3 separate regions of the Mus musculus genome follow, and regions 2 and 3 are each linked to region 1. Evidence: chromatin contacts called from public Micro-C and promoter capture Hi-C data. All regions are on one chromosome and are shown on one strand. Each heading gives the region's core, a stretch centred on a gene start, on an enhancer-like site or on the middle of the called end of the contact. The rest is flanking DNA. Distances are from core to core; before and after follow the strand shown.

What was found. Promoter capture Hi-C pulls out the DNA fragments that hold promoters and counts their contacts. Hi-C and Micro-C count contacts between places; a contact is called where the count stands out from the background.
Region 2: a contact with region 1 is called in a Micro-C map of embryonic stem cells, with 5 times the contacts expected there. The contact joins the promoter of Ppia here to the promoter of Patz1 in region 1. A contact is called at or near these places in 1 of 39 promoter capture datasets (cranial neural crest) and 1 of 484 Hi-C or Micro-C datasets (embryonic stem cells).
Region 3: a contact with region 1 is called in a promoter capture Hi-C map of liver, with 9 times the contacts expected there. The contact joins the promoter of Ogdh here to the promoter of Patz1 in region 1. A contact is called at or near these places in 1 of 39 promoter capture datasets (liver), 2 of 115 datasets of contacts at active chromatin or transcription factors (embryonic stem cells and stem cell-derived neural progenitor cells) and 1 of 9 other capture datasets (liver).

What each region holds. Positions count from the first base shown.
Region 1 is chr11:3,288,117-3,292,305 of GRCm38.p6, forward strand. Patz1 (POZ (BTB) and AT hook containing zinc finger 1) reads left to right here and starts at 2,341. Exons shown (of 4, transcript NM_019574.3): 1 at 2,341-3,768. The coding sequence starts at 2,498.
Region 2 is chr11:6,413,538-6,417,726 of GRCm38.p6, forward strand. Ppia (peptidylprolyl isomerase A) reads left to right here and starts at 2,330. Exons shown (of 5, transcript NM_008907.2): 1 at 2,330-2,442. The coding sequence starts at 2,374.
Region 3 is chr11:6,289,834-6,294,022 of GRCm38.p6, forward strand. Ogdh (oxoglutarate (alpha-ketoglutarate) dehydrogenase (lipoamide)) reads left to right here and starts at 1,764. Exons shown (of 23, transcript NM_010956.4): 1 at 1,764-1,860. It overlaps Gm46270 (predicted gene, 46270), which reads right to left and starts at 2,430. Exons shown (of 1, transcript NR_168687.1): 1 at 1-2,430.

The sequences.
Region 1 (4,189 bases), core at 1,091-3,590:
AGTACACTGGGGACTGAGTAAGCAGACTTCCTCTTTCTGCTCCACAGCCCTGGGGAAAAAACAGGAGCCTGGCACACACTAGGTAAATGATCTACCTTAGAACCCTCAATAGCACAGTTGAACACAAGAATTTCTAGTTCCCAGAATCTCCCTCCAAAATACTGTGACCGAGAAATTAAAAGCAGTATTTAGATTGCTCTAACACAGGATTTGGGCTTAAGGGGACAGGTCTTTCTTTAGGGTAAGGGAATTTTCCTCAAGCCTCATTCCTCATTTTATTCAGGAAATCTGGAGTGTAACTGTCTGAGGAGGGTGAATTCTCAACTTTGTCCGGGGCACAGGTTACAAAACTGGCTCACAGAAGCCAAGTAACTGGCACCGAGACATAACGAGAGCGCTCAGGTCTAGGATTTGAACTAGGGTCCTCTTTACAGTGCCATGCCGAAAAGCCTCAGTGAGATGAGTAACAGGCTAGGCGCACGCTGGTGGGAACCCCAAGCCGAGATGAAAGCTGGTCCCGTTCATTTGCATGGTAATACCCAGAATGCTTTTCCACACACACCGCTACATTTAATGGAAGCGCTCAGTTTGGAGCCGTGCAAAGTTTGGAATACGTGCTTCGCTCCTCTCGCAACTGTGGGAACTTCGCGCCAGTACACGTGCTTTGCCTACAGTCTCTGATACCAATAGCTCAGCGACAGCCCAAGCAGACGAACCTGTGTGCAACCCTCGCCTAATAGCATCCTCAGGCGTCTTAGGGACAATGCGCTCTAGCCTGGCCGCACGGTCCGTGGTCAAAGTGGCCGGCATTTTGCCGGGCGGCAAGGGCTAATAAGCAAGCTTCTGGCTTGGGGAAGATCGAGGGGGCTTCTTGATCTCTGGATTCCCTAGTTTTCTTACAAAACTGCTGGGACATGCAGGGGTCGTTGATTTTGTCCATCGCCATCATACTGTCCCTTCTCTGAGCTGGCTTGTGACTTCACGCTCCCTGGGGCACAAAGCCCAAGTAGCTGTGGGTGGGGAAAACGACCTATCTCTAGTTATCCAGGCGTGCCGGGCATTTGCCTCGGTCAGTGTGAGGCAGGCAGAAGGTTCCGCCTGCGTCGGATCGGGATCCCGTCTCCTTCCTAGGGCAGCAGAGCGGGAGGTCTCAGCCGACTTCTAGGGATTTCGGCCATCAAAGGAGAACTAGGCAGGGTGCTGATGCCCGTCCGACCTGCGGGTGCGCAAGGTAGGCTGGGGGGCTCAGATCCACAGGCTCTGGCTGCCCATCCCGCACGCTCGCCTACACTCTGGGCGGGCAGCGGAGGGGCGGCTGTAGCTGGTTTGCTGGCTCGGCGCTCAGATCGTATTGGCCGGGGTCGGGGGGGGGGTGGTGGTGTGTGGGGGGTGGTTGAGGCTGCAGCCCCGGGCCCCGCGGGCGGGGTGGGGAGGCGGAGGATCAGGCTGCGCTAGCATTGGCGGAGCTGGGGAGTGGGGGCAGGAAGCGAGCGGAGCGGAGCTGCAGGGGGGGGGGTTGTATAAATAGGGAATGGGGGACGTGCATCCTCCGCTGGGTGAGGGGGGGGGGCGTTCGGCACAAAGAAAGTGGAAAGTTTGCAGCGCTAGGCGGCCCAAGCTAGGGAGCCGGATGCGCACGTGCTGAGTCGGGGCGACCGAGACCCCCCACGCCGAGCTCGCTGCTTTTTTTTCTTTCTGCAAGCTGGGGGGGGGGGTGTTGTTGGTATCGCCCCCTCCTTCTCCTCCCCCCAGGGGTGAAAGTGCAAGAGGAAGTGCAGCCGCTGCCATCTTTCCTCCGTTCCGAACGCACGGAGCCTGGGGCCGCAGCGCCGCCGCCACTCGTGCCTGGCTTGGGAAAGGGCCCACCCTGCTACTGCCACCCGCTCGCTTCGGCCGCCGCCTTCGCCGGGCTCCAAGACTCGGCCTACGCCACCGCCCCTGTGCGCGCGGACCGCCGCCTTCGCCTTCGCCTTTTGTTTCCTTTGCTCCGGCGCCCCCACCCCGGCTCGCGCTTTGCAGGGGACGCAGCGCGCGCCCCCAGTGGGCCCGGGAAAAGCCTCGGAGCGCGCGCTTGCGCTTGCGCGGCGGACCCCTCCTCCTCCCCGCGCGCGCGCGCGCGCCTTTTGGCCGCGCGCCGGCGCCGCCTGGCGGGCGGGAGGGGAGGTGGCAGCTGCGTTTGCAGGAGGGGCGCACCTCTTCGCTCGTTTACCCCTGGAAGGTAGACCTAGAGAGGGAGGCGGGCAGGCGGAGAGGGAGTGCTACGCGGGTCCGGCGGAGGTTAAGGGCGGCAATGTGGGGGGCAGTGCCCCGCTGGGTCTAGCCCTTTTTATTAGAGCAGGGGGCGTGTGCGCTGGGCGCACCTGAGAGTACTACCGAGCCCTGGGCCGCACGTGCGGGGAGTGTGAGTGGTCCGCTGCAAAAGGCGTCTCGCTGCCTAAGGGAAGGGACCAGGGACTGGCGGGTGCCCGGCCCGGCGAGTGGGGAAGGGGCAGCGACCATGGAGCGGGTCAACGACGCTTCTTGCGGTCCGTCGGGCTGCTACACCTACCAGGTGAGCAGACACAGTACGGAGATGCTGCACAACCTGAACCAACAACGCAAAAACGGCGGGCGCTTTTGCGACGTGCTCCTACGAGTAGGCGACGAGAGCTTCCCAGCGCACCGCGCCGTACTGGCTGCCTGCAGCGAGTACTTTGAGTCTGTGTTCAGCGCCCAGTTAGGCGACGGCGGAGCTGCAGATGGTGGTCCTGCTGATGTGGGAGGCGCGGCGGCGGCTCCAGGCGGCGGAGCTGGAGGCAGCCGCGAACTGGAGATGCACACCATCAGTTCCAAAGTGTTCGGAGACATCCTGGACTTCGCTTATACGTCCCGAATCGTTGTGCGCCTAGAGAGCTTCCCCGAGCTCATGACGGCCGCCAAGTTCCTGCTGATGAGGTCGGTCATCGAGATCTGCCAGGAAGTAATCAAACAGTCCAACGTGCAGATCCTCGTGCCCCCTGCCCGGGCTGATATCATGCTCTTTCGCCCACCTGGGACTTCTGACTTGGGCTTCCCTTTGGACATGACCAACGGGGCAGCCATGGCAGCCAACAGTAACGGTATTGCTGGCAGTATGCAGCCCGAGGAGGAGGCTGCCAGGGCCACAGGTGCTGCTATTGCGGGCCAAGCTTCTCTGCCTGTGTTACCCGGGGTGGACAGATTGCCCATGGTGGCTGGACCCCTATCCCCCCAACTACTGACTTCTCCGTTCCCTAATGTGGCATCCAGTGCACCTCCACTAACTAGCAAGCGAGGCCGGGGACGCCCCAGGAAGGCCAACCTGCTGGACTCCATGTTTGGGTCTCCAGGGGGCTTGAGGGAAGCAGGCATCCTTCCATGTGGCCTGTGCGGGAAGGTGTTCACTGACGCCAACCGGCTCCGGCAACATGAGGCCCAGCACGGCGTCACAAGCCTCCAGTTGGGCTATATCGATCTTCCTCCTCCAAGGCTGGGTGAGAATGGGTTACCCATCTCCGAGGACCCCGATGGCCCCAGAAAAAGGAGCCGGACCAGGAAGCAAGTGGCTTGTGAGATCTGTGGCAAGATCTTTCGTGACGTATACCATCTCAACCGGCATAAGCTTTCCCACTCGGGGGAGAAGCCGTACTCGTGCCCGGTGTGTGGTCTGCGGTTCAAGAGAAAAGACCGAATGTCGTACCATGTGAGGTCCCATGATGGGTCAGTGGGCAAACCGTACATCTGCCAGAGCTGTGGGAAAGGTTTCTCCAGGTGAGGATGGCACCCTCCCCCACTCCCTGCTGTGTATTATCTTAGTTCTGTCTCGAGACAGATCCTTCCCAGGATCTGGGGATGTGGATCTTGTGGGGGTAGAGGGTCACTGGACCTTAATAGAACATAACATGTTTAAATGTTTTAAGATCTCCAACTTTGATGGTGTGGCCAAGAGCTGCATCTATGCCTTCAGGCAAGTTCTCTGGCACCAGGGTGCTTACTAGCTTCACCCTCCCAGGGGCCTTGTAGGAAGGGGCCGGATTCCTTAGGCCAGAGCCATTGGGCCTCCCCATTCTTCTCCCCTGGTTCCCTTTGTGTTTCCGGCACCAGGCGTGGGGCCCCCTCTGGGGGCGGGAGGCTGGGCTCCTCCCTCGACTTTCCCCGCCTGAATGGCTTCGGAGGGAAGAACTGAACAAGT
Region 2 (4,189 bases), core at 1,080-3,579, 3.1 Mb after region 1:
GCTTTCAAGAGACAATGAGTATTGCTCAAGACATGGAGAAATTAGACTCCTTCTGAATTGTTGGGAGCCTGTTTTGGTGGTGTCTCCTGTGATCCAGGGTCTTGCTACTAGTGCCTTGTTTGGGGGCCTGGGGATGTTGCTCAGTCAGAAGACTGTCTAGCTTGCCTGGAGTCCTGGGTTCTAGTCTTAGCATTGGATAAACTGGGTATGCTGGCTCATATCTGCAATCCTAGTCCACAGATTTATTCGTTTGTGTGCGTTCACATTTATTTACTTATGTATTTACATTAAAAAAGGATTTATTTATTTATTATATGTAAGTACATTGTAGCTGTCTTCAGACACCCCAGAAGAGAGCATCAGATCTCATTATGGACGGTTGTGAGCCACCATGTGGTTGCCGGGATTTGAACTCGGGACCTTCGGAAGAGCCAGTCAGTGCTCTTAATTGCTGAGCCATCTCTCCAGCCCCATGTATTTACATTTATTTACTTGTGTGTATGTGTGTGAGTGTGGGCACATGTACAACTTAAAGACTTTTTTGCAAGTTGGATTTTTTTTTAACATTTAGTGTGTGTGTGTGTGTGTGTGTGTGTGCGTGCGTGTGTGCATGTGGAGGTCAAAGGACTACTTGTGGGAGTCTGTCCTCTCTTTCTACCATGTGAGTGCCAGAGGCCGTATTCGAGTCATCTTGTCCCCTCTGAGGTCTCTCTGGTATTCATCTTGCTTTGAGGCAAGGTCTCTCTTGTGACTTCTGTCGGTCTCCTCTGATTCCCAACCTTTAGAGTGCTGGCATCACAGATGTGAGCCACTTCATCTGGCCTTTTCCCCAGTTCCTGGGCCCTGTATTGCAAGCACTTTTACCTGCTAAGCCATCTTGCTGGCTCAACGGAGGGACAGCAGAACATATCAGCAAATTATATGTCAGGTAAGAAATTAAACCCAGAATATGCAAAGAACTCCTAAAATGCAAACTATAACCAAAACAATCAGTTAGTTAAAAATAAAGGCAAGTGCTCTTAACCATGGGGCCTTCTCCCCATCCCTGTCTCTACCTTATCCACTATACTGACTCAGTCTTGCCTAGACTGTCTAACCAGTCAGTCTCCATTGCCTCCAGGCCTGGACTTACAGACTCCTCCCAATGGCCTGGCTTTTACATAGGTGCTGGGGATCCAAACGCAGGTAGGTCCTTGAGCTTGTCCTGCAAGCACTTAACAGTTTTGAGAAAAGCAGGTTTACATGATGCTATATGCACAAAGCACACTGGTACAGAATTTTCCAGTTTGGCAAATCAAAACTCTTTGTAGTTCAACCTAATGTGCTTTTGGTCTGATTCATCCAAATAAGGCATGGCCAGACCCACATTCCTGAGGTTCTGTGTCTAAAGGCCTTACAGCTCGGGAGCCAACTCCAGCAGACGCTATGGTGAAGGGTCTTCCACAGCACCGACTTTCCCATACTCAGGCTTTGTTTATGAGGCAGGGCCTCACACTTACAGCTCAGGCTGTATGGAACTCACTATCCTCCTGTCTCCATCTACCTAGAGGTGGGATTTACAGGCGTGTGAAGCCTTTGAGAGCACGCCTTAGGCCACATGAGGAAATGAGAAGACCTTGGGGTATTGGGGGTCGGGGAGAAAAAAATTACAGGTAGACTCTGACCAGGATCGTGTTTAAATAGCTTCCTCCTGGAGAAAACACAAGATATATTTGGAAAGTAGGACATTTAAAAAGTATTTCATAATCTTTAAAATGAGGGGGCTGCTTGTGCCCGTTCCCCAGAGTTTAAGAAAACGGAGGCGCTCACAGGGACCTATCAGGAAGCGGTTGCCATTGCACAATGACGGTGTGGGTCCTGGATCTAGGCCCAGGGATGCCTGCCTGTTCGAGTTTCCGCAGAGAGGGCAGCGCCTCAGGACCCCGCCCGACCTTGAAGGGCCGCTCGACCTTGAGGACCATGTTTGCCTCAGTTACTTGCTCTGTGCAATGGGAAGATACGCGGTACCACTGGGGAAGACCAGGGGCCCCGACGCGTTCCTAAGGACAGCCAGATTGCGTGGCCACCCTCCCTAACTGCCCTCGGACTCTTCCCCCACCGACCGCGCCGCAACCATCTAGTAGGAGCCCGCGGGCGGGAACCTGCCTCTGCGCGCTACAGCGCACGCGCGCCTCGCGCCCCGCCCCACCCGCGCCCGCGCCCGCCCATAGGCCTGTCGCGCCGTCACTCCGTTTGGAAAGCAGTTGTGATTGATCCAGGTCCGGGCGCGCGACTCGGTGGTGGGCGGGGCCCGAACCGGGTATAAAGGAAGCCGCGGCGAGGCTCGTGCCGCTTTGCAGACGCCACTGTCGCTTTTCGCCGCTTGCTGCAGCCATGGTCAACCCCACCGTGTTCTTCGACATCACGGCCGATGACGAGCCCTTGGGCCGCGTCTCCTTCGAGGTCGGGTGGGCAGTGGTGCTCCAGGGTGGGGTCCCGGGAGCTGTGGAGGGGGAGGCTCTCTCGGGCGCGGCCCGACCCTCCGGTGGAGCGAGCGCGGGTGGCGGCGCCATTTCCTGACGAGGGGCCATTTTGGGAGGCTGGCGAGGCGCGGGGAGGCTGGGCGGGCTGCGGACAAAGCCGGGCGGGGCGCGGCCGTTGGGGGAGGGGGCCGTCCCCGCCCGTCCCGGCCTCCCCGCAGGCGCACGTGGCTGCGTCCTGTGGGGCCCCGCGAGGCCGGGCGCACGTGCTCCGCGCCTCTCCCTTCTCCCAGCCGTTGGGCCCCGCCCTGCTCCGCTGCGGCGCTGCAGCCCCGCGGGCCTCTTCCCAGCCTGCTTTCCGGAGCCCCACAGCCTTTTACTCGGATCTGAGCAGGGACCCTGCCTAAGGTCTCAGGGGCGAAGGCTCGGAGAGCCCGGACGTGCTCGTTAGCCCGGTTAAACCTAGTGGTTTCCTAAACCTAGTGGTTCCTACGAAGAATATAAAATAATCGTTTTATAGCAGACTTGAGTGTGAATTGAACCTTTGGCCATTTGGTCCGAAGTAGCCACATTTGGTTAGGGAGGCTCAAAATACCCCTCCGCGTCCCCCACCCCCGAGCGGAAACGAGAAAGGCTTGGCTTTTGCTGGTGCCCAAGGACCGCCTCCTGTCGCAGTGATGGCGCAGCGGGGGAGGCGCTCTGAACCCCTCCCTATTACCCTCAGTGAGACAGGCATGTTATGACTGGCCACGCTGCAGTTTGCATTGACCAAAGTGGATTGCCAGTAGTTACCTACTTAATTAGTTCTGGAGGTTAAGTGGCTGCTTAAAGATCAGTTAGTAATTAGAGTACCCTAAACAATTGGCGTTTTTCTTTTACAAAATTAAATATTCAGCCGGGCGTGGTGGCGCACGCCTTTAATCCCAGCACCCGGGAGGCAGAGGCAGGCGGATTTCTGAGTTCGAGGCCACGCTGGTCTACAGTGTGAGTTCCAGGACAGCCAGGGCTATACAGAGAAACCCTGTCTCGAAAAAAACAAAAAACCCCAAAATTAAATATTATTGTTAGCCTCAGTACTAGCCCTTAGGCCATAGTGGAATATGTTACTTAGTGTCTGTACTGTTAAACTCCAGAAGCTATCATTGGTGAGTTTTTAACTCAAAAGCTAGATCTCCCGATTGCCCGCCTGCCACAGTGCTGGGTACACATAGTAGGTAGGCACATAAAAAGAGCACTAGGTTCTAATTAGCCCTCACCCAGCATGTATCTAGTCAAGAGCTGATAATTGACAAGGACTCTTGTGGAAACTTGGCCTAAGCTTAGCCTGGGTAGGATAGTATCAGGTTAACCAGAGCTTAATGGGAATGAGATGAGCCCATAGGTGAAAATAGAGGTGGAGCTGCCAAGAAAGGCTTTGAAGTCATAATTTGATGAAAAAAAATGTGGACTTGGAAAGCTGTTAAGCTGTGAGAAAAAAAAAACAGTCCAAAGGAGTCACATATTTAACTACTTAAACCATAAATGTATTCCTCCAAGAGAAGTGTAGATGCTGCAACTGATGAGTTGTGGTTTTCAACTAGCTATGAAAGGGCATGTAGATATTGAAGTGTTGGAATCCTCTACAGTCCTCTACAATTAGGTTAGGAGCCACTCACCTGATGCTTAAAGCTATGCTGACAGGTTGAAGGTGGTAGCATTTTCATTGCCAGAAACTAACAGTTTATTTGCCT
Region 3 (4,189 bases), core at 514-3,013, 3.0 Mb after region 1:
GTCAACAGAGTAAGTTCCAGGACAGCCAGTGCTACACAGAAAAACTCTGTCTCAAAAAAACACACAAACAAACAAACAAAAAAGGCCCTTAGCCATAAAGACTTGACACATCTCTGTAACTTTTTTTTTAAAGATATTTTATGTTTATCAGTAGTACACTGTTGCTGTCTTCAGACACACCAGAAGAGGGTATTGGATCCCATTACAGATGGTTGTGAGCCATCATGTGGTTGCTGGGAATTGAACTCAGGACCTCTGGAAGTCAGTGCTCTTAACTGCTGAGTCATCTCTCCAGCCCCTCTATAACTCTTTATGCAATCTGGATAGAGGGATTTGAGTACCTAGGCCACATTTAAGCTGCAATAGCAAGTTCTAACTGTGGGCTGAGGAATCTTGGCTTCTTAGCCCTTAGGCTTCTTAGGACGATATACCCCAGGTCCATGGGAGGACAACTCACGTGTACCATTGCTGATGCTTCTGCCCTTGTACTGTGGCCTATCACTGCTACCAAAGCTTGAAGAGCTTCTGGCATACTTGTGACTACTTGTGACTTCTATTTCAGTAGAGCAAAAGGACTCTCCAGCCAGCTCATCCAGCACTGGTGCCATTTGCCATACATAGCAAGGATAAACTGACAGTCTGTATTGCTGTCCATCAAAAACTACTCTGCTAAAAAAGAGAAACAAGCGGAGAGTTAAAGGCCATGAGCATGAAGCTGGGCATGGGACTTATAGCTATAGTCCTAGCACCTGGTATATGCAGGTAAAAGAAACAGAGCAAGGTCAGCCTACATTATGAAATTGAATCCAGCCTCAGCTACATGCCATTGTCTCAAACAACAACAACAAAAGACATGAGTATGAAATGAACCACTCTCCTTTTTGAGACCTGATCCAACTGTGTAGCCCAGGCTGCCCACAAGAACTCTATGTAGCCCATCTTGACCTCCCAATTGGTCAGTTTTTCTCTGTTCTGAAATTGCAGGTGTGTGCTGCAAAATCTGGCTGAATATTTTTGTTAGTTTTTTATTTTGTTTCCCAAGACAGGGTTTCTCTATGTGGCCCTGAAACTCTCTCTGTAGACCAGGCTGACCTCAAACTCAGAGATGAGCCTGCCTCTGCTTCTGAGTGCTCTGCTTTAAGGTGTGCACTCACACAGCCAGGCTCTGGCTTAACATTTTGACACGGGGAACATTTCATATTAGTGAAGTGTAACAGGTTAACTAGTGGATTTTGTCTGTTTAGAGCAGGCTCTGGAGCCAGGAAGATCCAGGGGGACCCCAGCACAGCTTCCTGTCAGAATACTAGCAGGAACACCCAAGTCGCATGACAACCAAGTCACATTAGACCTCGCTAACTAATCTTCATAAGGACTGCTGCAAAACAAGTGTTCAAAATAGTCACTCATGTTATTCAAATTATTTTGTGCAGGGATACATTTTACCAACCCAACTATTATTTAGGGCAGCTTGTTTTGGATACAAAGCCCGTGGGCCTCAAAGTCGCAGCGCTCCTGCTTCGGCCCGCCAAACGCTTCAATTATCAGACGGCATCCCACGCCCTGAATGTACCAGGTTCTTAACAAGCTTCGGAAGCGTCTCCCGTGTAACTGCTAATGACAGCCGAAAGACAGTGAGCAACAGGCTGGCTTTGGCCAGATGCAAAGTTCTGCATTGGCGCGAAGCCCGAGCGAGCGACTGAAACCCAATTCTGTGACGTCACGTCACGCCCACAGCCTGTCTTGCAGGCCGCTCCTCTGGGGCCGGGCTACGCGTTGACGCCACACGCCGGGGCGGGGCTGAGAGTTTGGAGCCCGGAGTGGTGTCGGCGCTTCACTCGGGTGGAGCTGAACGGGAGACAGGTAACCTTGTGCGGCAGACGGGCTCCGTCCAGGGCTGGGAGGCTCGGCGCTTGACACCCGGAGCTCGCGGCCGAGGGTGAGGCCTATGCGTCCTTGCTTCCGGAGTGCCTGAGTGACGGGCGTGAAGCCGGACAGAGCCGGGCTGGCGGAGGGCGGCGATGGTGGGCGGGGGACGAGACCTGACGGACAGACGTTATAGCCAATGGCGTGGCAGGGTCCTCCAGGCGGGCGGAGATTGGCGGACGCGGACTTGCGCCGGGGGTCGGGGGGCCGAGCGCTATTGGCTCTGGCGGCGGAGCCGCGAAGGTGGCGGGCTAGGGAGTAGGTGGCCTGGCGGCCCGGGAGAGCCCCAAGGTCGCGGCGTGTCACGTGGACCGGTCGCTCCCTCTGGCCCGCGCGCGTTCTTTTGTCCTGCGTGCGCTGACCCCAGCAGGCCGCCGTCCTTGTGTTCGCCGTGCCCGGACACGGCGCTGACCTTGGTGCCTGCGGCAGCCCCACCTGCCGGTATGAGGTAAACCAGGCTGTCGGCCAAGGTGACACTGGTTTCCCTAGAAACACCATCCACGCACCGCTTTCCTCGCGAGAGTGTGTGACAGATGTGAGTTATACCCAGAGTGACTGGGAAGCCTGCTACTGTGCCCTCGCATGAGTTACCAGATCATGTTTCTTTTGCCCACCGAGCAGTGTGCCAGTCTCTGAAGTGACAGGTTCGGCAAGAATCCTCACGTGGATACCATGTAAAGACAGGAGAGCGGAGTGTAGGGCATTTGAGTATCTACACGGTGAAGGAGCAGGGTGAGGTGTGGAAAAGGGATTAAAGGTAATGAGAAGTGACGGGCTAGGTGTTGTGCGCATGCGTAACTCAACTTCCTGACTGTAAGATCAGAAAATGGCGGCGTTAAGCATCATTGGAGGGTGGAGTTTTAGATCCTTGACGTCAAAAGGTCACTCAAGGAACACCTCTACAGGCCCAAGTGGGGTCAGTGGGGTCAACCTGTATTCGATGGAGGTCTCTACGTCCGTAAGTGTTATCTGTATATAGTGAAGCTATTGCGAATGTGCAACTGGTCTTCATCACCCTAAGTAGAAGCGTGTAACTAAAAATAGAAGTAAAAATTTCCCCCAGCTTTTCTGTGGATTTCATTGCCCTTACAGGCCCTACTTGTGTCTGTGTATCCTGTGCTCTGACATTGAGCAGAGGACACCGTTGGAGTTCCTCTGTTTGTCTGATCCTCTAGCCTTGCCCTTGAAGGTGGAACCAGGTAGATTAGTAGGTGGCGTTAGGAAAGTGACACTATAATTGTCTTTTTCTCTTTTTCTATCCTTGTCATTTTGTATCACATACTATGCAGCTTTCTTTCTTTTTTTTTTTTTAATTTAAAAGGTTACATTTATTTGTAGGTAGGGAGATGTGCACACGTGACAGTGCTTGTGTAGATGTCACGGGGCAACTTGTGAGCGCTGGTTCTCATCTTTCATCTTTCTAGGGGTTGACCACAGGTGATCAGGTTTGGTGACACTGGTCCAATTTGCAGGCCCCTACTTTCTTTCTTGGTATATACACATTTAGTCTTGCTTATCTCTAAGGCAGATTGATCTTCTCATTATTTATGTGCCTTTCAGTTGCTGGTAATTGCCTTTTCTGTGCCGTTTATTTTATTAAATAATAATGGGGCTATTCTTGGAAATATGATTAATATTTCCATGAAATGTGTGTTTTCAACCTGACTTTCAGTGTTGCTGTCTTGGAAATGATAGTCTTGTAGACCAGCACATACTTTATTCTGTTTTATCTACCTGTCTATTGGGCTTCTCCTGATGATGTGTTAGGATTTATAGTGATGTGTTAAAATTTTAATCTTCCATGTTGCTAATTTTTTTCTAATGTCATTTTTCTTTCTGCTGGCTTCCTTTGGGTTCCTTTAGCATAGTTGCTGGAATGAGGCTCCCAGCTGGTTGTGGTTGGAGTAGAGGTAGAAATGAAGCTCCTGCTTTGTATTTTGGGACTCCTTTGCCTGTCACCATCCTTTGGCTTAAGAGCATAGGCTTTGTGGTTCCTTTGTCTACTCCTGTTGGCATGTCTTAGAGTTTCTCTACTAATTAATCTGAGACATGTGACACATTAGGGGGGTGCTCTGTCTGTCTCCAGGTTCCAAAAGTTAAGGTTTAAGTCACCTTACTTCCTCAGTCAAACCGTTCAGAGACAATTGTTTTAAATTTAACATTTAATAAAATATTGACAGATTTTCATGCTTTCTATAAAGGCTTCATAGTTTTCACTCTTTAAGAACATATATTGTGAGCCGGCACTGGTGGCATACACCTTTAA